Regions from separate parts of the Danio rerio genome. Here all the other regions are linked to region 4. A link is a contact called in public HiCAR-type and Micro-C data. All regions are on one chromosome and are shown on one strand. Each heading gives the region's core, a stretch centred on a gene start, on an enhancer-like site or on the middle of the called end of the contact. The rest is flanking DNA. Distances are from core to core; before and after follow the strand shown.

What was found. Hi-C and Micro-C count contacts between places; a contact is called where the count stands out from the background. HiCAR-type assays count read pairs that join an accessible place to other places.
Region 1: a Micro-C map of caudal fin shows a contact between it and region 4, with 5 times the contacts expected there. The contact joins the enhancer-like site here to the promoter of cct7 in region 4. A contact is called at or near these places in 4 of 18 Hi-C or Micro-C datasets (caudal fin, embryo, hematopoietic stem cells and 1 more) and 1 of 4 datasets of contacts at active chromatin or transcription factors (caudal fin).
Region 2: a contact with region 4 is called in a HiCAR-type map of caudal fin, with 4 times the contacts expected there. The contact joins the promoter of ppp1r14bb here to the promoter of cct7 in region 4. A contact is called at or near these places in 3 of 18 Hi-C or Micro-C datasets (caudal fin, embryo and hematopoietic stem cells) and 1 of 4 datasets of contacts at active chromatin or transcription factors (caudal fin).
Region 3: a Micro-C map of caudal fin shows a contact between it and region 4, with 2.8 times the contacts expected there. The contact joins the promoter of brms1 here to the promoter of cct7 in region 4. A contact is called at or near these places in 2 of 18 Hi-C or Micro-C datasets (caudal fin and hematopoietic stem cells).

What each region holds. Positions count from the first base shown.
Region 1 is chr7:63,058,934-63,066,011 of GRCz12tu, reverse strand. It overlaps plcb3 (phospholipase C, beta 3 (phosphatidylinositol-specific)), which reads left to right. Exons shown (of 34, transcript NM_001122773.1): 3 at 1,646-1,714; 4 at 1,824-1,964; 5 at 2,790-2,869; 6 at 3,672-3,725; 7 at 3,860-3,932; 8 at 4,870-4,970; 9 at 5,203-5,369; 10 at 5,904-6,050; 11 at 6,125-6,282; 12 at 6,391-6,473; 13 at 6,557-6,641; 14 at 6,863-7,010. Among named protein-coding and RNA genes, the nearest start is that of plcb3, 65 kb to the left of the region's middle. Within about 2 kb of position 4,246, at least 8 of the 62 cell types and tissues checked have an H3K27ac peak or open chromatin away from gene starts, as enhancers often do. A contact at or near this core is called in caudal fin, where this site is marked.
Region 2 is chr7:63,132,039-63,138,775 of GRCz12tu, reverse strand. It overlaps ppp1r14bb (protein phosphatase 1, regulatory (inhibitor) subunit 14Bb), which reads right to left and starts at 3,493. Exons shown (of 5, transcript NM_001002692.1): 1 at 2,797-3,493. The coding sequence starts at 2,997.
Region 3 is chr7:63,168,802-63,175,149 of GRCz12tu, reverse strand. brms1 (BRMS1 transcriptional repressor and anoikis regulator) reads right to left here and starts at 2,321. Exons shown (of 10, transcript NM_200097.1): 1 at 2,260-2,321. ppp1r14bb (protein phosphatase 1, regulatory (inhibitor) subunit 14Bb) reads right to left here. Exons shown (of 5, transcript NM_001002692.1): 4 at 3,859-4,603; 5 at 2,700-3,762. The coding sequence ends at 4,535.
Region 4 is chr7:62,928,655-62,936,008 of GRCz12tu, reverse strand. cct7 (chaperonin containing TCP1, subunit 7 (eta)) reads left to right here and starts at 4,001. Exons shown (of 11, transcript NM_173248.1): 1 at 4,001-4,033; 2 at 4,879-5,032; 3 at 5,133-5,239; 4 at 7,009-7,187; 5 at 7,264-7,354. The coding sequence starts at 4,028.

The sequences.
Region 1 (7,078 bases), core at 2,997-5,496, 130 kb before region 4:
TTAGGAACTTTTGGAACAATCATATTCAGGTTGTTTTATTTGCAGTGTTATTCATCACAACTGCACCTCAAACTAACTTTTTAAAATAACACAATGTAAAAAAATGCAATCGCTTTCTGTTGGGATAACATGAATTAAGTTAATGTATACGTTAACAAATTTAAGTGTATCGAACATGAAACAATGAACTTGTCCCCAAATAACTCAAGATTTGTGTTGTTTCGATTGATTTTAAATAAGCAGTTTGAACAGACACCATAAGTCATTTTTTGAGTGTGATCTGGCCTATGATATGATATGCCCGTGACGCTGATTAAAATGATCAGATATTTTATAGGCCTATTGTTTGATAACACCTTACAAAAAGGCTCCAGTTGTTAACGTTATAACAACCTAAACTTATGACTAAACCTACTTGGTAAACATTTATCAATCTTGGGTAATATTAATGTGTTAGTTAATGTTTAATGGCTCATTACAATCAAAAGGCAGACTTGCTTTGTAATTTAGCTAAAACTGATGAAGTTGGTTTGTATTTTTGTTTATGAAGATTATAATTTCTGTAACAAATTGACCCCATTCACATTATTACACTAACTGACATTTACCAGTGATACCTTATTGTAAAGGTCTAGTTTTTGCTCTTTATAATCTTTTCGTTGTGTAGTTAGTTTGAAACATTTGTTTAAATCAAATCACTTTTATTGTCACATCATCAGCAGCATGTGTACTATGATGAGTAGAAAGCTTAAGTTGGGCTCCACAGTGCAAAATACAAAATACAACAACATACTGTACTCCCAGAAAACAAAACGGAATACAATTGGCAATGTTGACAGTAGAATGCTGAAGACAATAAATAGGTGTACACATTAGGCATGGGATGATAACCGTTTTCCAGGTATACCGCGGTTTGGAAAAGTCAAGGTTTTAAAACTGTCAAAATTTTCTGTAATACCATTCCTAAGGTATGTGTAAGATTTTTTATTTACTTTTTTGTTTGTTTTTTTAGTACAACAGTATCTCCAGCAGAAAACATATCCAAAGATGCCGTTTTAAATTGTAAAGAAATCTGGGTTTTTCAAACAAATGAAGAGAGCAGAAGTCAATGATTCATTTTTATTATTGAGCTTGACATGTTTACTGCTCTAAAATTAAAAATATATAAAAAAAATATTTTCTCAAATTAAAATATATTATGTACAGAGGAGAAAAAAAAGTTTTTTTTACCCAGATATTAAAAAAAAATATATATATATATTTTAGAGCAGTACTCAAAAAACCATAAAACCAGGATATTTTGATCTAAGGTTATCATACCGTTGCAATCTTATACCGGCCCCTACCTAGTACACAGTTTGACTGTCAATGGGAAATTATTGTATGCAATATTGTTTGAAGTAAGGTAGATACATAAAGAAGATACATACAGTTTACTCTAAACATTTATTTATTTATTTACTTTTTTATTTACTTAATTACTTATTTAAATTGTATAATTAAACTCCATATTGTCATAACCATGGATGTCTCAGTAGGATTTCTTAGTAAATTCTGTTTTTTTGTTTGTGTTTTTGAATGACATTGTAATGTTTATTATTTGCACTCATCATCTCTTTGATCTGTCTTTTTGCGTATCTTCTAGGAAGCGGAAATCCTGGACATGAGTCATATCAGGGACACCAGGACAGGGAAGTTTGCTAAGACGCCAAAGGTAAGTTTTACAGTATGTATGCCTAAGTTGGAAAGTGTCAGTATGAAGCTTACGTTTAGAAAGGCTCATATGGCAAGATGGGGGTGGTAAAGTTTGTTTGTGTTTTTAGGACCAACGTATTCGTGAAATGTTGTTTTCGGGCAAAGCAGATGGGAACTCTGACTCAAGGCTGCTAACGGTCGTCTACGGCAACGACCTGGTCAACATCTCTTTCCTCAACTTCCAAGCTGTGCAGGATGGCTATTGCAAGGTAACCACGACAACCAGTCCTTGTCACCAGGAGACCATGTCCCTGCTATTACTCCCTCTTGCTCCGTCCTGCTTTTCTGCATGCTACTGTAGCTTTAAGTGTACATTTTTGTTTGTATTTTCTAATTCAGAAATGCTCAAACCATCAGGCCAAAATTGGCCCATGGTAACATTTGATTTAGCCCGCCATCCCATCTGACAGTGGTTTAGAGATTGTCATTTGTGATTGAATGTACCCTTTTATCTGTTTGTTTTATTGTTTAGCTACAAAAATAAATTTAATTTAATCTGAAATTAAATGTTTCTATATAAATGGTGTAAATGAATAAGATATAGTTTCAAATGTACATACGACAGATCAAGGACAATGCAGAGACTTTGGTGGGCAAATCAAGGCAAAGGCAGAATCTGCTTGACTAGTATATTCAGCATACAACAACTCCACTGTGTTATAAATATGATTGTTTATGTTTTTATTGGAACAAGTTATAATTTAAAAAGTTATACTGCATTAGTTAATACAATTCAAAGTAAACTTTTATATTTATTATGAAAAAATATTTTGACTCAGGAAATTTCCTATGGCAACTTTAATGTCTAATAGTTTGGTATATTTTTCTACGGCTCACAGAACTCAATGATATTTGGTTTTTGGTCCTTCATACGAAAAGGTTTGGGCACTTCTGATCAAATTATCATAGACATTGTTTTATGTTAAACCTCAAAAGCTTGGCACTCATGAAGCACGATTTATTTCTATGATTTACTAAATAAATGCCTTAATTCATTTAAGAAGGTTTGATTTTTTTGTGATTTGGGTTTCCAGTTGTGGACGGATGAACTGTTTAAACTTGCCACAAATATGCTGTCCCAGAATGCTTCCCGCAACACCTTCTTACTCAAAGCGTGAGTTTTCTGTTTGTCTAAAAGCATTGTGTGATGCCAAGTGACATGTTAGTGGAGCAAACATACGAAAAGCTTTCACTGAGCTTTAAATATACAGGTATATATAATGTACTGTACATCTCACTATGCAACTTTATCACTCAAAATTGTGACTTTTGTATCTCATATTGCAACATTATACAGTAACTCTCAGTTGCTACTTCTTATCTCTGTAACTTATTATTGCAGGTTTAATCCTTAAATTACAACTTATAGCTAAAATTGACACATTTGTAACATAATTGCAGCTTTAATTCTGAAAAATGCACTTTAATATGTTACTACGGGATCTTTATATCTCACTGTCTGATCTAAGTCCAACTAGACCTGACAAAAGTTCAAGCCAGGTTTCCATGTTTAACTTTAGCTTTGCCTCAGAGTTGGTTTTGTAATTGAAGGTCACACATGGTCTTAAAAGTTTAGCTCAGTCAAACATTGAAAGTTCTACTACTCATAATGAGGAAAAAAAAAGTTATACAGGTTTGGAAAGTAAATGGCACAAATTTTCAGTTTTGGGTGAGCTTTAATATACAAGCACGATTTGGGTTTGTTCACTCCAGAATAAAAAAAATAAAACTATTATTTGCTTTGCTGTCTTGTCTGAGGCAGTGCTGGTAGTGCAGGATGATTGTTGATGATTGCTGGTAATTTTACAAAGTACATTAGATTTTCTTTTTGCAGAAGTACAAATAATAACTGTAAGCTAATGATGAGTGATAGTAGTTTGTCTCTCAGTCTTTTTTTTTTTTTTTTTTTGTAATAGTTACACAAAGCTAAAGTTGCAGGTAACTCAGGATGGGAAAATCCCAGTAAAGAAGTGAGTAAATACAAGCTTTCTTACTCAAACACAGTTAAGTTCTAGTTCTTCAGGCTTTTGTTGCTAATCTACCACTTCTTCTTTTGTTATCCCTTTCACTTCTTCTCTTTTTCTTTCTCTTTCACTTCTGTTAGCATCCTAAAAATGTTCTCGGATAAGAAACGTGTGGAGATGGCGCTGGAGCACTGCGGTCTTATCTTTAACAGGGTAATCAATCATGCACCGATCATCTCTATTACATGTTAAACCCTTTATTGTCAGTCTGCTGAGCTTTTATAGTCTCTTTCTTGTTTGTTAATTCATTGTTTTCGAAGTAGTGTTTTTTTTTCCCCCAAAATGATGCACACTTGCTAAGTAAGTTTTATCGTCATTTAAAACTAATCACGTCTTTTACACTTTATGGTGATCTATGCTTAGTCCTTTTATGGCTTAGTTTGGACACAGAAGCTGATCTTAAATGTGTCTACATATTTCTTGTCTTGCACTGCCCTCTGCAGGGTGAACTTAAAAATGAACTGAATCAGGTAGAGAACCCAGGGTAAACACCAGGGGTCGCACAACTGACATGTCTAGTTAATGACCGACTGTTTTAACAACCCCAGAAGCATAGTGCACAATATATAACAAAATGTTTACTTGCATTAGCCAACCGATGCAGTGCGTCTGATTTTATTTATTTATTTTTTGCTGTATTTCCTATATTTAGAAAAAAATGTATTTGTATTTATTATGCAGAAAATAACTTTACAAAGACACAATATGAACAAAGAGAAGTATTTATGAATGTAAAACTTCACCAATCAATAATCAATAGGTGTATCCCATCTATTTTTTATTTTATTTTTTTTATTAATGTAAGGAGCACGTTAGATTAACATAAAGTTCAAAATGGTTTATGCAGCTATGGCTCAGTGTTGTAGAACCAGTTTTACATCTTGTATTGTGAACATTGTGTGCTTACACAATCTTTAAAGATAATTTGCGTTTTAAAGTAATATTCTCAAAGGGGGTGTTAGACAAAAAAGCTTTTAGGTATGCTGTCACTAAAGGTGCTTTTGTGGAAGGAAGTGACTTTGAACTTAACCTCTTCATTTTATCTGTCTCTTTATCTGTATATCTGTCGATTTATCATACATCCATCCAGGTGGACGGTATAAAACCAGATGACTTCACCTGGGAAATGTTCCAGAACTTTTTAAACAAACTAAGTCCCAGACCAGAGGTGGAGCGAATTTTTGTAGATCTGTGAGTGAACAGGATTTAACAGTAGTGATATAAATATTGTATGCCAAAAAACGTAATTTTGACAGTTTAATTCACGTTTAAACATGTTTAAATACAAAATTTCTTCATTATTTTGTTTTATTGAGTGTGTCCAAATACTTATTTGTAGCAGTTAATGTGTTTAGAACTGATGTTTGAAATTATGCATTACACAGTGTTTCTAATGGGCAATTCTCTACAATTCTGTGTGTAGAGGGTCTAAAGGGAAGCCCTTCTTGTCCTTGGATCAGTTGATGGACTTCATAAATCGCAAACAGAGGGATTCACGACTAAATGAGGTTCTTTACCCTCCACTCAAACGAGATCAGGTCCGCCAGCTCATGGAGAAATATGAGACCAACACCAGCCAGCTGGAGAGAGGTATGAGTGCACACTCACAGACATTGGTCATACGTAGGCCTATATGGAATCTGTGCGTGCAGAAATCCGCAGATTTCCACAGATTCTTAGCCCATTGTTAAGTCTATGTATTTACTTGTGTAAATGTGTGTAAATGTATTTGTATTAAGTTTTTTTTATTTAATTTGACTAATATTATTGTAATATCATAATAGGAATGGTAAAATGTTCATATGATTTATTCATAATACAGTTTGTGAAGTAATATTTTCTAGTAGATTTAGTAGATATATTAAATGAGACTTGCTTTGTTTACCAAAGAACTGTATGTAATTGGATTTGCATTAGATACATTATTTTTCTTTCCAATATTAAGTTTTTGGTTATGATACTACTAAAATCATTCTGCATAAATCTGCAGATTTTTATTTTTTTTTTACAAAATTCTCATCAAAAATAGTAAAAAAAAAAATGTTTGCAGATTCTGTCTGGTCCTAGTCATATGGTAAAGATGAGTCTGATTGCAATTTGATTTACATGTCTATGTGTGAGCAGATCAGATCTCCCTGATGAGCTTCACAAAGTATCTTGGCGGAGAGGAAAACACTGTGGTTCCCCCTGAGAGGCTGGACATTATCGATGATATGAACCAGCCGCTGTCCCACTATTTCATCAACTCATCACACAACACATACCTTACGGGTACACAAACACACATTCTATTAGACAGGAACAAAGTAATGTGCATATCTTGAACTGTGTCTTTCTAACTTCAGTGGGGCAGCTGACAGGCCTGTCTTCAGTTGAGATGTACAGACAGGTGTTGCTGACAGGATGCCGCTGTATAGAGCTGGATTGTTGGAAGGGCCGCCCACCTGAAGAAGAGCCAATCATCACTCATGGTTTCACCATGACAACTGAGATCCCATTCAAGGTTTGTGTATGGCCTTATCTCAGAGTCTGTGACTTCATCATATTTCACCCCCTGTCTGAACTGCAAAGAGAAATGGTGTCTATAAGGTTTTGTTGTTTGCCCTTTCAGGATGTGATTGAAGCCATTGCTGAAAGTGCTTTCAAGACGTCACCTTACCCTCTCATCCTGTCCTTTGAGAACCACGTGGACTCGTAAGTGCAAAGTTTGATTATGTGGTTAATGCGTGTTGTTTTGCCATTGTGTATATCTTACCTTGGTTGTTGTTTTCTTTTAGAGCAAAGCAGCAGGCTAAAATGGCTGAATATTGTCGCTCAATGTTTGGGGATGCGCTGCTCATTGACCCACTGGACAAATATCCGGTGGGTTGTTCATCACCATAAAACCAAATTTATCAAACTTTAGTTGTCAGAAGTTTAAGACAATCTATCAATGTAAGTATGTAAGGAGCATGATGTCCAATGAACTTGATAGTTTGCGCAAAAATATAAAATGACAGATTGATCATAACCCAGAGTAAGTAATAATTGAAAATGACAGATTGATTTGGCCTTTATCATTGAGAGATCATGTTGTTTTTCAGCTGGTTCCTGGTCAACAACTCCCAAGCCCCCAGGAGCTGTTGGGGAAGATCTTGATCAAGAACAAGAAGAAACATCACCACAGGGCCTCTAACGGTGGGAGCATCCGACGCAAGGATGGGACAGATGAACAGTCTTCACCTTTGAATGGTGTGTGTACACATGCAAGCATACCAAAATATAACCTAATCTGCTCCAGCACAGAAGTGACTGTGATT
Region 2 (6,737 bases), core at 2,244-4,743, 200 kb before region 4:
GTAATAACATGTTGAAAACTGACTACAAGTGATAATCATTTTATTAAATCTTTATAATCTTTTTGCAATTAATTTATTTGAAATAAAAAATGGAATAATACCAGTTAAAGTAACTTTTTTTTGCAACCTAGGTCAATATTGTAATAATATTTTATGATATAAATGTCAGCAATTAAATTGCAAAATGAAAATTGGATACCATCATAATCCTAGACAGCATGTGTTAAAATGAACTTGTGTGTAGCAAAGTGAAATACACTGTTTGAGTGTTAATGAGCTTTTCTTCTTCTTTCCTCTCAACGCCATCCTTGTGCTGCTGGCCAAAACCACAGCTGTCCCTCTCTAAACCTCAGTGCCTCCAACTCTTTCACAGACCGTCTGTTAGTCTCCATCAATGATTGTCTGTTTACTTCTCCCCTGATTTTGGCATCCTCTTTTTTTAAGTTCAGGTTTTTTAAATTTTAAGTGCCATCGTTCCCAGTGTCAAAATGACTCATCATGAAATGAGAATGTTTCAGTTCCAGTAATTTACTAGTCAAGAATTACACAAACACATACACTCACTAAGCTTAAAAAATGATTTTGTTCCTTCATGTTTTACCCTTCCAGTCAGTAATTGTGTTTTCTCCAGCCTTTTATTATCCACAGCTATTTAACCAAGCCACATCTGTAACGTTAGTACTAAAGCATTTCTTCATCTAGTCTTTTGAAATACTACACACTCAAATCCAGGCAAACTAAACACTCACTGTGAGGAAAGTGAGAATCTAATATCTTGATTGCTTCTTTCTATGGCAATTTGCCATGCCAACTCCTTCCATGCCGAGACTGGTCTCACTTCCAAAAATTCAAGTAGTTTTAAATGAAAAGGATTAAGACTCTCGAGGGATTGCCACGTCATGCATTATTGTTAACTTTAAAGCTAAAAAAAATTGGAAAAGCGGATTTAACATGCTGACATGGGTCTTGGATGGTGTGAGGAAGCAAGTATATGTTCATACGTGGCTGTGTTGTTTATAGACTCTGAGAGGGTATAGGCGACTTGAGAAGTATGCCAAACCACATGTTCATTTTTTTATAGAAGCACCGAAGGTTCCTTCCAAATATAGGTTTATGGTAAATCTCATAACTCTTTTCTGACTTCCTGTAAAAGAAGCTTTCAAAATGATTACTTTAGTATATTGTTAAATAGTCTTTGGTGCTCATTTGTATATTTACTAACACTGACAAACAACGACTTTAACATTAGTGCGTTTTCATTTTAAAACAGCATTTTACAATGAAAATGCTCCTAGTCTAGAGTAACGTTTTTATTGTGTTTCCGAAACGTGAGCTGTATCCACACTATACAGCCTAAAATCTATATATGACAAGTGTGAGGTTTACGAGCCAGGAAGGCTCGTAGTGGGTTCTCAAAGGATATAAAAAAAATGAGAAAACGTCAAAATGATGGCACAACTCGCTGATATAATGTGTAAAGTGATGGTTTATTTACAGTGTACGAGAGTGAAACCCAAAACCCAGCAAAGTAGCAAAACAAACAAAAATAAAAGAACAAATAAACAACAAACATTTTTTAGATGCAATAAAACTGTAAATGCTATCTGAAGTTTTCCTCTAAAATGTATCAAGCTCCTGTGTGTATGTTCAGTAATATCACTTTTATGGCAAAGAATAAGTCCTTTTCGTGGCCTTTAAAGTAAAATATCTCAACATCAACAAAGGAGGCTGAGAAAAATGTTAATTTTTAATTGCACGTAGAGGTTTTTGCATCTGAACTCTTCATATAATGGTTTGAATAGCCTTGCCTCAGTTTTCAAAAGTTTGCGTTTGTTTTTTATTTGTGTATTTACATCTGAAAGACAAATCGGCAGTGCATCTATATGACGATTCCTGTCAGATGTTAAAAAGAAAATATTTTAAAAGATGTTTATAATTTAAAACATTTTTCTGATCATTGAACATCAATGAACACATCATTGAACAGATTATTGAACATTGAAGAAATGTTCCTGCTTGAAAAATATTTATGTCGTGCAGTAGGCCTATACTACTAGCTATCTGGGGAGTAGCTACTTCACAAATTAACAATTTACAGTAAATTCAATAAAATCATTGAGGGTAGCTTACATGAATTCAGCTAGTTCACACATCAGTTAATTTATAGTGTGGGTCAAATATGACTTTATGGAATCCTGTCTGAAATACAGATTTATAGCAGTTATGTAGGCCTAGAAGTAGGCATACACACATTTTGTTTATTTGTGTGTTTGTTTGCTTGCTTGTCAACCTAATGGTAGAACTATGTAGCTTGCACAGGATGGATGTGTCCCTGAGCAAATCTTTATTAAATCTAATAAATTAAAACCCCAGTGCTTGAGTTACAAGGGGAAACCCCTTAATTTCGTGCTTTAATTCGTAGTCAATCTCCTTGTCACTCAACTGTACAAATTTATTTAGCAGCGAACAAGGCGTACTTTGGATGACGTCACCGAGATTGCGCGAAGGTATATAAAGTAATAGGCTACAACGTAATAATTAAAGCGCTCTCCCTTTAACGCTTAAAGTGTCTGTAAATAGAATGTGGGTCAGTTGCAGATTGGCGCTTAAACACAATTGCATTCTCCTCTTCGCTTGTAATATTACGGTGACTGCGATAACTGAGCATTGCATTGTCTATCTATAATAATTAATATTGAATAGATTGACTTGTTGATGTTTTTGTTTAGTTTATAAACTACCTCAAACTAACCTTCTGGACTTATTTTTAGCAAAGCGTCTGTAAACGACTCTTACCTCGCAGTCGTAGAGATCCGTTAGCTGGTCAATAATCCACTCTTCCAAATTAAGTCTTTTTCTCAGTTCTTTCCGGTCATATTTCACTGTGACCCGTCCTTGCTTGCGGACCGGGGTCTCGGTTTCTTCAGTTGATCCGGTGGGCGTCTGGAAGTAAACGCGAGCTTGCTGGCTCGATTCTGGACTTGTTACCGCCGCCATAGTCCGCAATGATGTAAATAACCGGCTGGTACAGTAGATCTGGTTTTCTTCCCCGTATTTGTTTAGCTGTGTGATTTAAAAAGGCCACTAATGGAGATGTTATTCTAGCTTTCTCGCAGAGCTCAATGACATCTGGCAACTCTTTGATAATATAAATAAAGTCACATAAAACTACTTCCAGTTTTGATTATTTGTTACGCTGAGTCTTGTCTCAAATTGTCGAGTCGCTAAAAAGCACTTACAGGACTGCAAACCGCGTGTCTCTTTTTTCTTTACAAAGTAGCTAGAACAGCAACAAATGCTCTGATCACTTAAAATAACTGCGTGCCCCTCGTAGCCTACTATCTAGAACTTAAGTAAAGATGGAAGCCGTTAGCAATGATTTATCCTTTAACTTAAAGAGAACCGGTACTTTTTTTGCAATTCAAAGCAATAAAACGAAAACAAACAGTGCAGTGTCCCCCTTCTTTTTTGTCCTTCCTTTCCCCCTCCTCTCTCTTCCTACTCTGCTTCCCTCACACGAGTTGTGTATGTGTAACCCCCTTTGAGCAACGGCTGTCCTTTCTCTCCCTCCCTCTCTGTCAGTCTCTCTCCCTCTCCCTCCCTTGTCTCTAACGCTGACTAATAAGTTCACCCAACCCTCTCTTCAGGCTAAATACATGTAGATAATCCTGTTATTTCAACTGTGATGTTAAAATGAGTGAGGAATAAAAACAAAAGGATTCCTTGATGGCAACATATATAGGTGTGACATATTTGAACTTTAGGTCTGCTTTATTTTATCTAGCCTATTCATCAGTATTTTAGTCTATTGTTTTATTGATTAGGAAATGAAAGTGTATAAAGGGGATCAAAAATGGCAGATCCTATACAGCAAATTGCAAATCATAAAATTTTATTTGTGTAAACACACACACACACACATACACTGTTCCCAAGTTTAACCCTTATGTTGGACACGTATCAATTTCCATAAACAAAGTGTGTTTTTAATACTTTTTTTTTTTAATTAAAGAGTCTTAATAGGGGGTTCACCCAAAAATGAAAATTCCATTCCTCTTTGTGATTTCAAACCTTTATAAGTTTCCTTCTTTTGTTAAAAACAACTCAAATAGGGTTTGAACAAGTGAAGGGTAAGTAAATAATGACAGAATTAGAATTTTTGTGTGAACTATTCCTTTGTACAATATATTCACAGTGTATTACCTTCTCATTACAGGCCTGCTGATTAGTTACTCACATATTCATAAAACACACCAACATGTTTGCACAGCTGAAAAAAAAAAATTCACTATTTTTTGTTATTTACTATTTTTTGTTAGGTGTAAAAAATATTTTTGGCTGTATTTAAACAAACAAAGCTGAACATTTCTAATTTTAATTAGTTTAATTAAATTTAACACATTGAGTAAGCTAAATTGACTGTAGTGTATGTGTGTGAATGAGTGTGGATGTTTCCCAGTGATAGGTTGCAGCTTGAAAGGCATCCACTGCGTAAAACATATGCTGAATAAGTTGGTGGTTCATTCTGCTGTGGCGACCCCTGATTAATAAAGGGGCTGAAAAAAATTAATGAAATTCAACACATCACATATATGACACAGAATTATTAGCCTTCCATTGACTTTTATTTATTTTTTTTATATTTCACAAGTGATGTTTAACAGAGCAAGGAAATTTTCACAGTAGGCCTATGTCTGATAATATTTTTTTTTCTGGAGAAAGTCTTGTTTTTTTTTTATTTCGGCTAGAATAAAAGCAGTTTTTGGTTGTTTTTGAAAGCCATTTTAAGGTCAAAATAATTAGCACCTTTAAGCTATATATTTTTTCGTTTTCGATAGTCTACAGAACAAACCATTGTTATACAATGATTTGCCTAATTACTCTAACCTGCCTAGTTAACCAAATTAACCTAGTTAAGCCTTTAAATGTCACTTTAAGCTGTATAGAAGTTTCTTGAAAAATATCTAGTCAAATATTATTTACTGTCATCATGACAAAGATAAAAATAAATCAATTATTAGAGATGAGTTATTAAAACTGTTATGTTTAGAAATGTGCTAAAAAAATCTTCTTTCCATTAAACAGAAGTTGAGGAAAAAATAAATAGGGGGCTAATCATTCTGACTTCAACTGTAAATTGTTTGCAACAATTTTGAAAACATAATTTTTTCAGTGTAGAGGGAATGATGAAACCATAAACAGGAAACCGTCTACCAACAGTCTACCCAGAGTATACATTTAGAGTCAAAAGGCATAACTGCAGAACATGCTCATGATAAACAGAACATGGTTATCCATTGGTATAGCTGCTAATATAATTACTTTTAAAGTTATTGTTAATTATGTGAGCAGGGCATAATACTCCAGACAAATCTGTCTTTTAGAAAATGCTGCTTTAGTCCATGTGGAAAGGGTCGCCCCCTCATGGTATTTGCCATTAATGTCACACGAACAGCTACTAATGGATATTAATAATGAACTGGCATGAATATCATTGAGTTCATTGCACTCAATTAACCCAACACTGTAAAAATCTAAAAAGTTAGGGTAACTCAAACTGTCTTATGAGACTTATTGCATAAACTACTTAAGTTAAAAAATTAATCCTAATGAATACTGTGAACCTTATCCATTTGAGTAAATGAAGCAATTTGAGCACAGTAAAACCCAATAAATAAACTCAACTCAAACCAACTGAATACTCTAAAACCCAATAAGTTAAGTCAACTCAAATCGTTTGAAGAAACCGATTGCAACAAACCATTTGAGTTAAAAACTAATCTATATGAGTACTGTGAACTTACTCCATTTAAGTTGAAGTAAAAAGATATTTAATTAACTCGTTACCTTCAAGCTGAGTTCAAAACTTTTGAGACGAGTAGAATCAACTTTTAGTCAGTTTTGAGTAAACTTCACTATTGTCATTTGACAAGTTGACTTAGGTTTTACAGCGAAGAATGTGTGGCGTGAGAAAACAAATATAGGATCAAAATATAATCAGATTTATTCTAAATAAGTTATACAGTATCTAAACAACTTTATGCATCACTCTAACACTGCCACCTTACAGAGCAAATAACAGTCAGTTCATTTAACATTAAGAATAAACTGGACAAAGCACCATACAGTTTTCCACCATAAACATGTATGAAAGTTAGTATTCAATTATGGCATTAAACTTCATCCAAAATTGAGTGTACCTTTGAGAACAAAGGTCATTCTTGTATAAATCATTAACAAACAAACAAATATTAATATTAATATATAATATTTACAAAAATTAAATACAAATAAGAAGGGAATATTGCTAGAATGCTCCAGGCTGATTATAGAGGCCACGGAACATTTCTACCTCTACAGTGGTGTTTTACAAGTGGCATGAAGACAATGAATTATTCATAAAGCTATGTCTGGATCTTACAGTTCAGTAAATTCACTGCATGCTGCAATATAGTCAGTTGCATGTTTTCACGTACTCAGACATGCACAAGTATTTGAATATTATACATTATTGCTGATTATTGTTTTGTTGTTTTTATAATTAATCTAGATATACATTTGTTTGTCTTGCAGTCCTGCTATGATCTCAAAGTATTATTTTATAAATGTTCATAATTGTTAGTTTTGTGAATCTGTTTAAGTGGCTTTTTTCTGTTGAACAAAATTGAAGATATTTTGAAGAGTGTAAAACCAATAACCATTGACCTCTAGTAATATATTCTTTTGTGTTCAACAAT
Region 3 (6,348 bases), core at 1,072-3,571, 240 kb before region 4:
GGTATTTATTTAATTTTAGTTGTTTACTCGGGTATCCTGACTGTACTAAAAAAGCGATGACAAAGTTAATAAAGAAAAAGTTAAGATGTTCTTTTTATTAAGTGAATTTTCTCTTAGCATTGCTGTTAACATGACATTAACCCTAACCCCACAGCAAACAGAAACCGAACCGTACCGAACCGAACCGTGGCTCCAAAACCGTGAACCGAACCGTGCCTTTGGTGTATCGTTACACCCCTAATATATATATATATATATATATATATATATATATATATATATATGAATATAGATGAAAATTTTCTATCAAAATACTTAGTATTATAGTGTCTTGTTTTTTTTTTTTTTTTAAATACCGTAAAATACTTTGTAAGAAGTCTACATGATGATTTGATAAAAATGCAACCTCAAATTGATGCTTTAAAAAAAAAAACTGGTGCTCAGGGGGGTAAAGGGGGTAAACTAAGAGGGTAAGCCTTCCAGTTAAAGAAGAACTGAAAAACTCTTGGTAAATTAAGTAAACTGCTTAAATAATAGTAGATCTGGATGGGTTGCAATGTACTGTAGATGCCAAGACAATAAGACAAACAACATAAAAATAGGTCCTGCAGTGGCAATTCCTATACTTCATTGGCGTTTTCAAATGCCAGAATTTTGATCATAAAAAGATAACTTGCAAAACCATGACTTATGGAAATAACTAAAACTGGATATTTTAGTAGCTTATAAAAATCAATGTTTTACATCAAGTATTGAAGATTTTATTTGTCAAAAAAATTTATTTATTTAAAAAATGATGTGAACAAAAAAAATTAAATAAACTTTTCGTATATCACCCTTTTAAGATATAAGACTGTTAAGAGATGGTGTCAATTTTACTGGCCATACAATGGATGCAAACACAATGAAGAAATATGTTCCAGCTCATTATCTGCATTAAATGTTTTACAGTCATTAAAGTGATCATCTTTAAAACAGGAGTTTCTGTATGAAACTTGTACAAAATCTATACTAAAAATTAAAGAGAAACACAAGTTTATGAATATCTTGAGAAGAGAAGCTAACTTAAACTTGCTCAGAGAAATACTGTTGCTGTCAAACATTGTTTACTTCACTTCAGTCAGTTTAATGGTGAAGGGATGGATCAAATGTCGATTAATGGAAGGTTTGTTAAGAAATGTCATGCTCCCTTGTAAAACTATTTTGTAGTATTTTTTAAAGTACAAAATACAAGCAGTATTTAATTTTGGTACTTGTTGTGGCTGCTGTATTTTGTAGTTTATTTTGATACATGTAAAATTTATGTATTTGGTTTTGTATTTTAAAATATGTATTTTATGTATTCTGTCCATCCCTGATTACTTGGATACTGAACATGTAACGTTACATTTAAATATATATATATATATATATATATATATATATATATATATATATATATATATATATATATATATATATATATATATATATATATATGTGTGTGTGTGTGACAACAAAAATATTTAAATATACATTTTAAGCTATCGGTCTCAAAGATGCGTTCAGCATAAAGAAAAAAAATATAACATTAACTTAATGTTCATGTATAACAACGGAGAAAACTATGGACCTCTAGAGGACACTAGCCGCCAAGAGCAAAGAAATCAAGAAACCAAGCGTAAGAACCTATTAACCACTTATGTTTAATTAGAAAGGAAAAATATCGTTCAGTGCGTCAAACTTAATTCACAGTGTATTGAATTAACACTTTAAAAGCAATGTATGTGACCTGCGTCTATACAAACTCGCAGTGTGTATCATGTACATCCTCTAAAGGCCGCACTGCACTGACTTAGCTACATTACAAGCTCATTACTCATTCTGTGCATCTACAGCTCATACATTATACGCTGTGAGATACATTACAAAATACAGTTCCGTGCAGTTCAAGTATAGTTGCGCATTAAGGCTAGCTATAAAAGCTCGTTTTTCAATTGACCAACTCCGCACTTCATTCAGAGGCAAGAAGTGCCTAACGTTAGTACAAAGCGCGCTACATGGGGTGTTCGCGAACAAGAGTGCAAAACAAAAAGTTACGACTGTTAAAACGTCTCAATTACAATGTAGTAATTGATTATCATACTTCGCATGGAGGTACTAAATCCTCCACGAGTGTTCTCCGCATATTACCCGATGCAAGACTCGGGATATCAACACACCGTGTTACATCTTACAAACAACTCTATTTACTGCATAAACCACAGCAAAATAGCTTACCTTCTTGTCGATTATTCTTTAAGGATTGAAGAAATATGACATATTTTCGAATGAATTTGCATATCATGGCAAGTTGACATCGGACAGGTCTACTTCCTCAGCGTTTATTCGTTTGTTGAAACACACAGCCGTTTTGGGGCTCTAGCCAATAAACGCAGACCTCGCTTCTTATAAGAACCAATAGAAGCTCGCAGATGAAGAATCGCGGACTCGTCGATTACAGTTGGTCTCAAACCTGGCATTAGCATTTGGAGCATAGCATTGGAGCCGCGGCTTTTACCCACTGAAAGGTTTCCCTGATGAAAGCTTGTTTGTGATATTGTATAATGAATCGGAGATAAACATATTCCATTACTAAATATGATGATTATTCTAACAACAGTAAAGCATTCTTATATGAGCAATACACAGTTAAGACATAAGTAAAGAAGCAGACAAAGTAGTTTTACATGTTTTTATTAAACTTGCATAAAAGTGTAAAAACTGGGCAAAAAACAAATCAGTTTAGTATTGCTACAATATACTTTTTTTTCCTTTAAAAGGTATGACCTCGAGCACAAATTCTAACATTTCCAAAATCTGTATTATTATTTTTTTTTAAAGTCAAGTTAATTATTTTAATCTGCACGTCCCATTGGACACAACAGAGAAATCAACAGTACTACAAGGTCCACACAACAGATGATTAAATTTTGTTAATAAATGTTAATGCATCTAAAATTGCTCCAAATATAGTCAACTTCCTTTCCTAGAAAAAAAAAGAATCACTGAAAGTACAATTTTATTTATTCTAGAAAATTCAACTTGTGTAGGTCTTTTCTATTTCCTTTCCCCCTTGTGTATTTATCTAACATGATTTTATTTATTTGGTTGTCAGAACGAATGTAACCTAAGGCAGCATCTGAAAGTATAAACATGACTGTCATGTAAAATGAAATGCAGATGGGCAGGTAAAAAAAATAGGGAAAAAGTAAAATAAATGTTTTTATTAATAATGAAAAAATAAAACAAGTGGACATCTGTCATTCTACCTGACTTCATATCACTCCCAAGCGAATGACAGGATGAGTTTCAGTGAATGATTCATATACTGTAGATGTGTTAGTATGTGATAGAAATCGCTATCCTAAAACTCCTGCTAGAAATGTTGGATTGGTGAATTTCAAGAGCACCGAGTGAGAGTATTAGCCCTCTTATTATAGTATTTGATTGGCTGAGACAAAAAGAGCAGATGGCATCCTTGGAAAGATGATTTAGGAGAGTCACGTGAGAGGATTAATTTTTTTACATACGTTTGCCAGTGACTGTGACGTACTGCAGCATGTCTAGCCTGCTATCATCCAGTCCCTCCCTATCTCTGAAAGAGTCAGCATGCACATCTGTGAATGTTTGTGTGTGTGAGGCCCAAGAGCCGCAGCTGTGGTTGTGGTAGTGTACGTGGTAATTTCTCCTGATCCCTGAGGGTGGTGATGCCCATGGATTTGTGTGTGTGTGTGTGTGTGTGTGTGTGTGTGTGTGTGTGTGTGTGTGTGTGTGTGTGTGTGTGTGTGTTTTTGTGTGTGTGTGTGTGTGTGTGTGTGTGTGTGTGTGTGTGTGTGTATAAGACAGGGGGAAATTAAAGTATCAAAGCCTCACTGTTCCCTCCCCTGTTAATATCACAAATCTGAAGTAACTCCCTTGCTTCAAACAGCTTTGATTGCTTTATTTATTGTTTTTTTCCTTTTAATTAAAATGTTCTTTAATGTTCCTGAACACTTATTTAAAGAAAAAAAAAGAAAAAATCCACAAGGCCGCTTCTGTCTGATCTCCTCTGAAGTCATTTTAAACCAAGGAACGTCACAGTTTCACAACTGATTTAGTCCATGTGTTCATTGAGACAGTGCAGGGAGCTCTGAAACCATATTTAAAAGGTACAATTCTAAGAAAACTAATTCATAAAAATAACATTATACTATGCATAAAGACTAATATGCACAATAATGTGTAACAACAAGAAAAGAATACATTCCAAAACATTTCAAAATTCGTTCCTCCTTTACAAAAAAAGCCAAACAGAATAAAATAATACAAATAAAACAACAAAATTATAAAAAAAATAAGCCCTGCTTATAAGGATCTGATTGAATCTCCAGTAACTTTCCCTCCACCTCCTTCTCAACAGATGCAACAGAGCCCAGGGACAGGATGAGCACCTGCTCAGGGGTAAATAGAAACGCCCCTAAATTGCAAAAGGAGAAGCGGGATACGATGAGGAAAGGTGGAGGCGGCTGGAGCTTCATTTCTTCTGAGGAGTACTGAGCTTCTGCATGCCACGGATCCTGTCCAACAATTCAGCTACAAACTCCTACAGAAAATACATTTAGCAGACATCAGACAGCTGACAAGTCCTAACAGAAGTCCTAAAACTCTGCCTACCACAATCTTTTTGATTGTTTATTTATAATTAGCGCTGGACAAAGATTAATCACGATCAACCATTCATTCATTCATTTTCTTGTTGGCTTAGTCCCTTTATTAATCTGGGGTCGCCACAGCGGAATGAACAGCCAACTTATCCAGCAAGTTTTTACGCAGCGGATGCCCTTCCAGCTGCAACCCATCTATGGCAAACACGATCAATCACTTCCAAAATAAAATTAGTTTTAACATAATACATGTGTCTATTATTATGTAAGTGTGATATAGACACATCCAGTTGAAGTCATAATTATTAGCCCCCCTTTTATTTTTGTAATTTTTTTTTATATTTCCCAAATAAGGTTGAACAGAGCAAGGAGATTTTCACAGTATTTTTAAAAAAACATATTATTGTTGAAATTATTAGCCCCTTTAAGCTATTTATTACGATAGTCTACAGAACAAACCATCGTTATACAATCACCTAATTACTATTAATTACCCTAACCTGCCTAGTTAACATAAATAACATGTCACTTCAAGCTGTATAGAAGTGTCTTAAAAAATATCTAGTCAAATATTATTTACCATCATCATGACAAAGATAAAATAAATCAGTTTTTAGAAATGAGTTATTAAAACTATGCTTAGAAGTGTGTTGAAGTAATCTCTGTTAAATGTTAAACAGAAGTTTGGCAAAAAAATAAACAGGGGGCTAATCAGGGGATAATAATTCTGCCTTCAACTATACATAAAAACAATACTATACAAAACTCTTTATATATATATAATACATACAGTAGATACAGTATATATTTTTAATTACATACAGTATATATTTTATATCTAAATATCTTTTATGCGTTTATTCAGGGTCTATACAGGAATTCAGAAAGTTAAATTTACTACATTTTAAGACCTTTTCTACGACTCTTTAGGTTTAGGTTAGACTCTTTACTCTTATCAGCCTTTTTGGTTTCAACTGGTAACATTGGCGACATTTTAACCTACAGTATATTTACTAAATACTGATTGTAAGATACCAATCCTAAACTAAAATATTTTTCATATACTGAATAAAAATGCAAATCCAGCAGGTGGTCCCCTTAGAACAGCAGAAAATGATGCCGTTGCCTTGGTTACTGCAGTATAAGATCCCGCAGACACCCTGGCATATATACAAAATAAATATAGTAGTCAGTTACAGTATTGGGTGTTGTCCAATAGGTTTCTGTCCTAACTTTTCTGATCAAATGTTGACTACTGTATACATAGTACACACTTATATACAGTTAAAGTCAGAATTATTAACCCCCTGCCCCCCAATTTCTGTAACTTTCTAATAACTGATTTATTTTATCTTTGCCATGATGAGAGTTAATAATATTTGACTAGATATTTTTCAAGACACTTCCGTACAGCTTAAAGTGACTAGGGTAATTAGGTTAGGCAGGTTAGGGTAATTAGGCAAGTTATTGTATAACAGTGGTTTGTTCTGTAGACTATCAAAAAAAAAGCTTAAAGGGGCTAATAATATTAACCTAAAAAAGTTTTTTAAAAAATTAAAAACTGCTTTTATTCTAGCCAAAATAAATATTATCAGACATACCATGAAAATGTCCTTGCTCTTATTAAACATCATTTGGGAAATATTGTAAAAAGAAAAAAACTTAAAGGGAGGGTAATAATTCT
Region 4 (7,354 bases), core at 2,752-5,251:
ACACGTATAACTTTAGCTTACCTAATTCACCTATACCACATGTCTTTGGACTTGTGGGGAAAACCGGAGACACACACACACACACACATACACACACACACACCTATTTTGTTCAGCATACGTTTTGTTGAAGAAAGATTAATGGCAAATCCTGAAACAGTTATTAGGACAAACACCCCTGCACCTCAGAGTGAGATGGTATTGATTAAGCTGTGATGGATTGGCTTTTTAATTGGTCAGCGTGATGCAAGTGTTAATGGCTTACCAAGTGTTACACACACACAACGCATTTAGTGGATATGGATTTGCTTGTGCATATGCGAGTAATTACATGGAAATTAGTAGAAAACAAACATTCAAATTCACTCACAATCTTTTCGAAAATTAAATATTGAGCCCTTTTAACTGATTCAGTACTATGCCAGTTCAGTTCATATCACTGCACAACACTTTAATGTCTGAAGATGTAAGGACCCAATACACATCCATCTCTTCAAATGGTGTGTCATGTTTAAATTACAGTTCACAGTATTCCTAGAATGGAACTGTTGAGAACTACTCAGCCTTATCGCACCAATCTGTGCTTTCTGGAGTCATATATAGTCCACACGAGGCACCCAATGCTTGGTGGCCTATATAATAGGCTGGAAAGAAATGAGGAGGAAAAGACTCTTGGTGCCAAAAGCCACCAGTAGCCTGTACTCTTCACTGGTATTTTTGTGATTACAGTCTATCACACAGAGGACACATATGGGCTGGCCACATTAAAGCTTACTGTGAAGGAGGAGAGATTGAAGAGAGTCCTGATAATGACAGAGGGATTGAAAGGGAGGGCTATGTTGTAGGTCTCTTCTGAGTGCTAAAGCGGTGTGTGCCTGAGATGTAGCTCGATTTGTAAAAGTTGAATGTGAGGGCTCTGGTTTGGAGTCTGACTGACAGTTTGAATCACACTTAAAGTGCTTCACTTGACCAGTCATGGCTTTGCTCTGAAAAAGACAGGTTATGTTTTTTTTTGTGTCTGAATGCAGCTCAGAGAATTTTACAGCAGATCTTCAGCTTGTGCAGTCTTAGAAATGGGTGGGACTGCCACCATTCCAGAAATATCCCAGTTAAAAGGTACCCTCCAATAGGGCGAGGCTAGGCGCGTGTGTATATAACGTCTGATAATTACATGTGTCTAAAATAGGGAATCCTGAGAGCTTCGAGTTCAGCCACAAACTGCAGACACATCACAGATGGAAACATACGCCACCTCACCATCCAGAACCGCATACTAACCACAGCAGTCCTGTAGTTAGACTGGGTTAAAATATAAATACACCATTCAATCTAAGACTTCTAAGTTGAAAGAAAAATACAGTACATAAACCATGATGTGTGTGTGTGTGTGTGTGTGTGTGTGTGTGTGTGTGTGTGTGTGTGTGTGTGTGTGTGTGTGTGTGTGTGTGTATGTGTGTGTGTGTGTGTGTGTGCGCATGTGCGTGCGTGTGTGTGTGTGTGTGTGTGTGTGTGTGTGTGTGTGTGTGAGTGTGCAGGAAGTAAAAGTGTAGAAGTAAGTTGTGCTTTGCGCTGTATGGTATGTTCTGTCAATTGGTTTGTACTGCATGCCAGCTTATTTATTTTACGTTTCCCTTTACCGTATTGTCCTGAACAATAATCTCTTTGTAGATAAAAATCATATTAAAGGCAAACATGATGTAACAACTTGGCTGCTGAGATTAGAAAGGTAGACAAATGAGAAAATAGTCTACTAAAGACAATCTATGGCCTATAATGGAAAATAAGAGATCTACAATCTGCATACATACCAGTCCTTTAGATCTGTAGATCTGGCACTGGCATACAGCACGTGGGCCACACATGGCCTGGGTTTGGCAGAGGTGGCACTGTCCTTAAGGTAGCACACAAGATTTGGGCCAGATTTCAAATTTAGTATTTGGCCCAGATGTTAAAAATTGATATGTGGACCATGTAAGTTTGGCCTGTCTAGACCCACATTTAAAATACATTAAAATAATATTTGTATAAAGAAAAAAATCTACCAATCAGGTTGCTTTGAGAAAAGTCATGCCCATATTGTGCCTAGAGTGCAGTTCTTCATGGGTTTATCAATTTGATTGCAATCGTGACACACCAACCTATCTTGCCCAGTTTATGCCCAGTTTTAAGTTATTAACTTGACTGAGACTTGACACTGATATGGTCCATGTTTGGCCCTTGTCTGGAAGCTAGACTTGGTCCAGTCATGTACTGTAATTCAGGGCGGCATGTGGGCCAAGCAAAACCTAGTTGTGTTGGCCAAAGAAATTTTGCTATGCTGGCCTGGAGAGTCGTGGGACAATGACAGGGGGTAGCTTGGAGATTTCTAAGTCAAATAAATTTTATGAAATTATTAGAATTACCATATTTTAATCATAATCCACAGAAGATATAAATAGTACTTTATAGTTGCAACAACATGCAAATAAAAAAAAACATCAGCTTTTCAATTCTTTTTTTCATAGGATTGTGGGTTTACATTAGATTAACAACTTAGCAATTGCGTCAGCTGCAGCAGATTGATTTTTTAACACAAGGTTAAACTTCCTGACACCTTTATCGCTATCAGATACATTCAAAATAAATGCAGGCCACAAATTAACATTAAGTTTGATCTCTGAGTGGCGGTCTTCAAAATCAAACCAAGAACAGACTTGTGCTCCAAACATTGTGTCCACCAGTCTCTTTAAGTGAGGTTAAGATTAAACTGCAAAAATTAATTAATGACAACATAAATTATAATCTTATAATTATAATTGCACTTTTTGTGTTGTCAATCTGCTCGTGTTTGTGGGGGTCGTGATTCACTGGCATTGCTTTGGGGGTCATGGGCTGAAAAGTTTACGAACCCCAGCTGTAGATCACTTCTATTCAGTCTTGTTCCTTTAATAATAGAGTTTGTGGTTTTATTTGTTTGTTTTTACCAGGGATGCCCAAACTAGGCAACATCTGGATGCAGCTTTTGTGGTGCAAGTTGAAGTTGCATTACTCAGAGATGCAGTGTCAGAGACAATGCACTCAATGGAGATAGTGACGACACTGTGAAGGGAAGGGTAAGGGGTGGGGTGAGGTGACCACATTAAAAAGCATTGGATGCAGCTCAGATTGCATCTGCACCAAGTCTGTAGCCAGACTCCTCTTAAATTAGAGCCCACAGGTCAAAATTTGCCCACAGTAACCTTTGATTTGGCCCGCCATCCCATCTGAGAAGAGAGGAAGAATATTGGCATGGTTTAGAGATTGTCATTTTCTAATTTAATGTAACCTTGTTTTTTTTTTTTATCATTTAAAGCTAACTGAAATTAAATGGTGTAAATTAATCAGATTTAGTTTAAATGTTCATACTCTCACCCAACGGATAGAGGACAAATCAAGGCAGAGGCAGATTCTGCTTGATTAGTGTAGTGTGATTGTTTATGTTTTTAATTGCAATAAGTTATTTTTTATGTTATACTGCATTAATTAATATTATTTAAAGTAATGTTTTTGATTTACTTTCAAGTCTTATGAAATAAACTAGATTACTAAATTACCCATGGCAACTTTAATGTACAGTAGCATGGTATATTTACCTTCGGCCCACGGCTCTCAATGATATTTGGCTTTTATATTGAAAAGTTTGGGCATCCCTGATTTATACCATAGATCACTTCTCATTAATCTCCTTTCTTTATGATCTCTAAGGAGTGTATATTTTTTTTAATCTAAATAACTAATTTATTTACAGAATGTAGGGTCCATTTTACATGTTGTGGCTAGGCAGATGTAATAAATAATAATAATAATAATAATAATAATAATAATAATAATAATAATAATAAAAATAATAATAATAATAATAATAATAATAATAAATAAAATCTAACATGAAACTTGTAGCAATGGCGCCATCTGTTGCCCATCATTAGTTGTCTCGTCGCATGTTCTAGAGAGTTCTAGGTGCATTGTGGGTACCTCACCCGGCACCGTCCTCCTCTATTCCGCAATCATGATGGTGAGTGTGTACATGCCTGTTTTACCTTCAAATCCTTTGTCATCTGTCCATTTTACTTTATTCTTGGTGTTTTGACATAAAAGCCTGGGGACAATATAGCATAAAGTACATGTTTCTTCGATTATTTTTGTTTTCAATGAATTCATAAGCTGACGTTTTTCATTGATGCTAGTTAGCTTTGTGGCTAACGATTCATTCTTCAATTTGAGAATGCCAGTTTGAATTATGAGCTTTGTATTGTGACCCAACGTGCAAAATGCGACGTCTGTGTAATAATGTGCACATTTTTTTTATTATGCTTTTATTTTATTTTTTTCTTCGGATTGTTTTAATCGTATAGGTTGATAAAGGATGCCATGGTTTAGTTTAGCATCATTTAGGTAACGTCAATGGAGAAAGAGCTAACGGTAATGATCTTTTACCTTTAAAACCTCAAGGGTTGTTCCTCTCAGCTGTCACTCCAAAAAACGTAATGGAACGGTTTTTTTTCTAGGACAAAGACTTTTTTATTACAGACACACAAAGATGTTAGCGATTTTTGCTTATGACAGCAAGTTGTTTGTATGACAGCAAGTCGTTTGAGAAACCCTGAACAGCCTTTAACTATTAGACGCTAATGTTTTTATGATTTCCAAGTAACTTTTATGAAGCATATTTAAACCTTTTCAGAAAAAAGTGATTTACACACTTGGTAAGATTATAATAATCTGCATAATATGGAGAATGTCAGTATTATTATATATGTGTACTAGTTTGGTTTTCTCTTAAGAGTACTAAAATTAGTTGTCATTAAAAAAGGCGACGTATTAATGATAATGCATTAATTCTTGAATTTTTTCCTACAGTCCACTCCAGTCATCCTCTTGAAAGAGGGCACAGACACCTCTCAGGGGGTCCCACAACTGGTCAGCAACATAAATGCCTGCCAGGTTGTGGCAGAGGCTGTGCGGACCACCCTTGGCCCCCGTGGCATGGACAAGCTTGTGGTGGATAACCGAGGTTAGTCAGCAATTCTGTATTTTAAATAGAAGTGTTGTTATAACTGTAAAGATATAAGTTGCACATTAATGTGATGCCCTGTCGTTTAATGCTTTTACAGGCAAAGCCACTATTTCTAATGATGGAGCCACAATTCTGAAGCTTTTGGATGTTGTGCATCCTGCAGCCAAGACTCTGGTGGACATTGCTAGATCTCAAGATGCTGAGGTAAGATGACCTCTTCATTTTTATGGATTTAGTCCAATAGTTTTCTAGACACAAAAATAACGGAATTAGGGCTGTGTGATTAATCAAAATCGAATCACACTCGCGATTACCAAAAAAAAGAGGCTGCGATATAAAATATGTATTGTTTAATTTCCCCTCCCATTGCAAACGCAAGCATAGTGAATGTTAGTGATGCCCACAAAAAAAAAAAAACAGGAAAGCGTGGACGAGTGGGATGCTGTCTGCTGCTTCAGAAGCATTAATAGATTAATTAATATCAAAGAAAAGCAGGACATCGGCAATATGGGATAATTTTGGTTTCAAAGTCACAAAAAATTCAAGTTTAATGTTTTCACAACTTCATCTGTATTTCGTGTGCATTCACAGCTTACTATACAGGTATGTATGTCGTGTGTGGTGACTGACTGTTATGTACTATAAAAATATAATTTGTCATTTCATTTTTATAGGACAGTTATATATAGATGCAATAGTTGCAGAATTTTAAAGCAGCTCACCAATTTGAATGGTTCTTATTGGATATTATGTTATTCAAGGCGACTATACACATGACTTTAAGGAGAGCTTATGACCTACTAACTAAACTTTATGATCATGTTAACACATTTAGTTACAAACTAGCTAGTAGTTGCAAAGCCCCTAGTGAGGACTTTACCTTCAGCTGGTGCAGCTCTATTCAGAAGATAGCTAATGTCATAACACACTAACTTGCCTCACTAAAGACACAATGCCTTGTAATGCTGTGACCAAAGAGGGATTAAAAAAAAAACTCATCTAAATGCAGGATAGGAGATATACACTACAATCTTGCACCTATTTTAGCCATTTTGGATAATCACAGCTGTATGTTTAACGTCATGGTATATTGTGAAGCATCTGTGATAATTATTTTTGTTTTAGACATTATAAGCTACAGAAAGGCACTTATCAACCGTATTTGTTTGCTTGGTGTTCTGTATTTTTATAATTATTATTATTATTTGTATGTATAATAGGCTATACTATGTCCCTAATTTGAGTTCAACTTGTTAACCGAAAGCTAAGGTCATTTTCTTTGTGTTTGCTCTAGAGAAAAATGCGTGTTTCATTTTTTAATATTTTAAACCAATTTGAATAAATGTTTAAGTTAACATTGTTTCAGCTCCTTTATTATTATTTTTTTACTTACTGCATTTTAGCAGTAGGAAGCTACGTTACACATTGAGTTGAAGCTTGACCATAAAGTTAAATGGCAAATCAAATCAAAATCGCAATATGTCAAAAAAATTGCACTTACAAATTTTCCCCAAATTGCACAGCCCTAATTAGAATGATGTGCTATTAGTAATACCTTGGGGGATTTATTTTTTTTTTTTTTAAGATTTAATTAAAAATCTCCCAAACATTTTTTTATTATTGTTATAATATTTTTATTATCATGTTTTTATTATAATTTATTGTTATGTTTTATTATCAATATTATCAAAATGTTATTATTGTTTTTTTGTAGGGTCATTATTACTGGTTTTCTCGGTATACTGATACTAATACTCAATAACACTTCCATTTCCATCAAAATTCTTTTAGCTCATTTTAAACTTAAAATAAAAAAATGAGTTCATGGATTTTGTGTGGGCAGTGTGATGATAGAATGCAGAATATAGTATATTGTAGAAGTTATGATGTAACAAATGCTTCTCTGCTACAAATTATTGACAGAATTGTAAATGTACAGATGTGCTAACATGTGTCTCTGTTTGTTTATTCAGGTCGGAGATGGTACCACTTCAGTGACTCTGCTTGCTGCTGAGTTTCTGAAGCAGTTGAAACCGTATGTGGAAGAAGGGCTTCACCCACAGACCATCATCAGAGCATTCCGCATCGCCACCCAACTTGCTGTCAAAAAGATCAAAGAAATCGCTGTTACCATCAAAAAGGATGACAAACAGTGAGTCTGGACCTCAGTCATATGTTCACAAAACATAATGATCACACATGTGATATGTTCTCTTTTGCCACTATAGAGAACAGAGGAGGTTGTTGGAGAAGTGTGCTGCTACAGCTTTGAACTCCAAGCTGATAGCAGGGCAGAAGGATTTCTTCTCCAAGATGGTG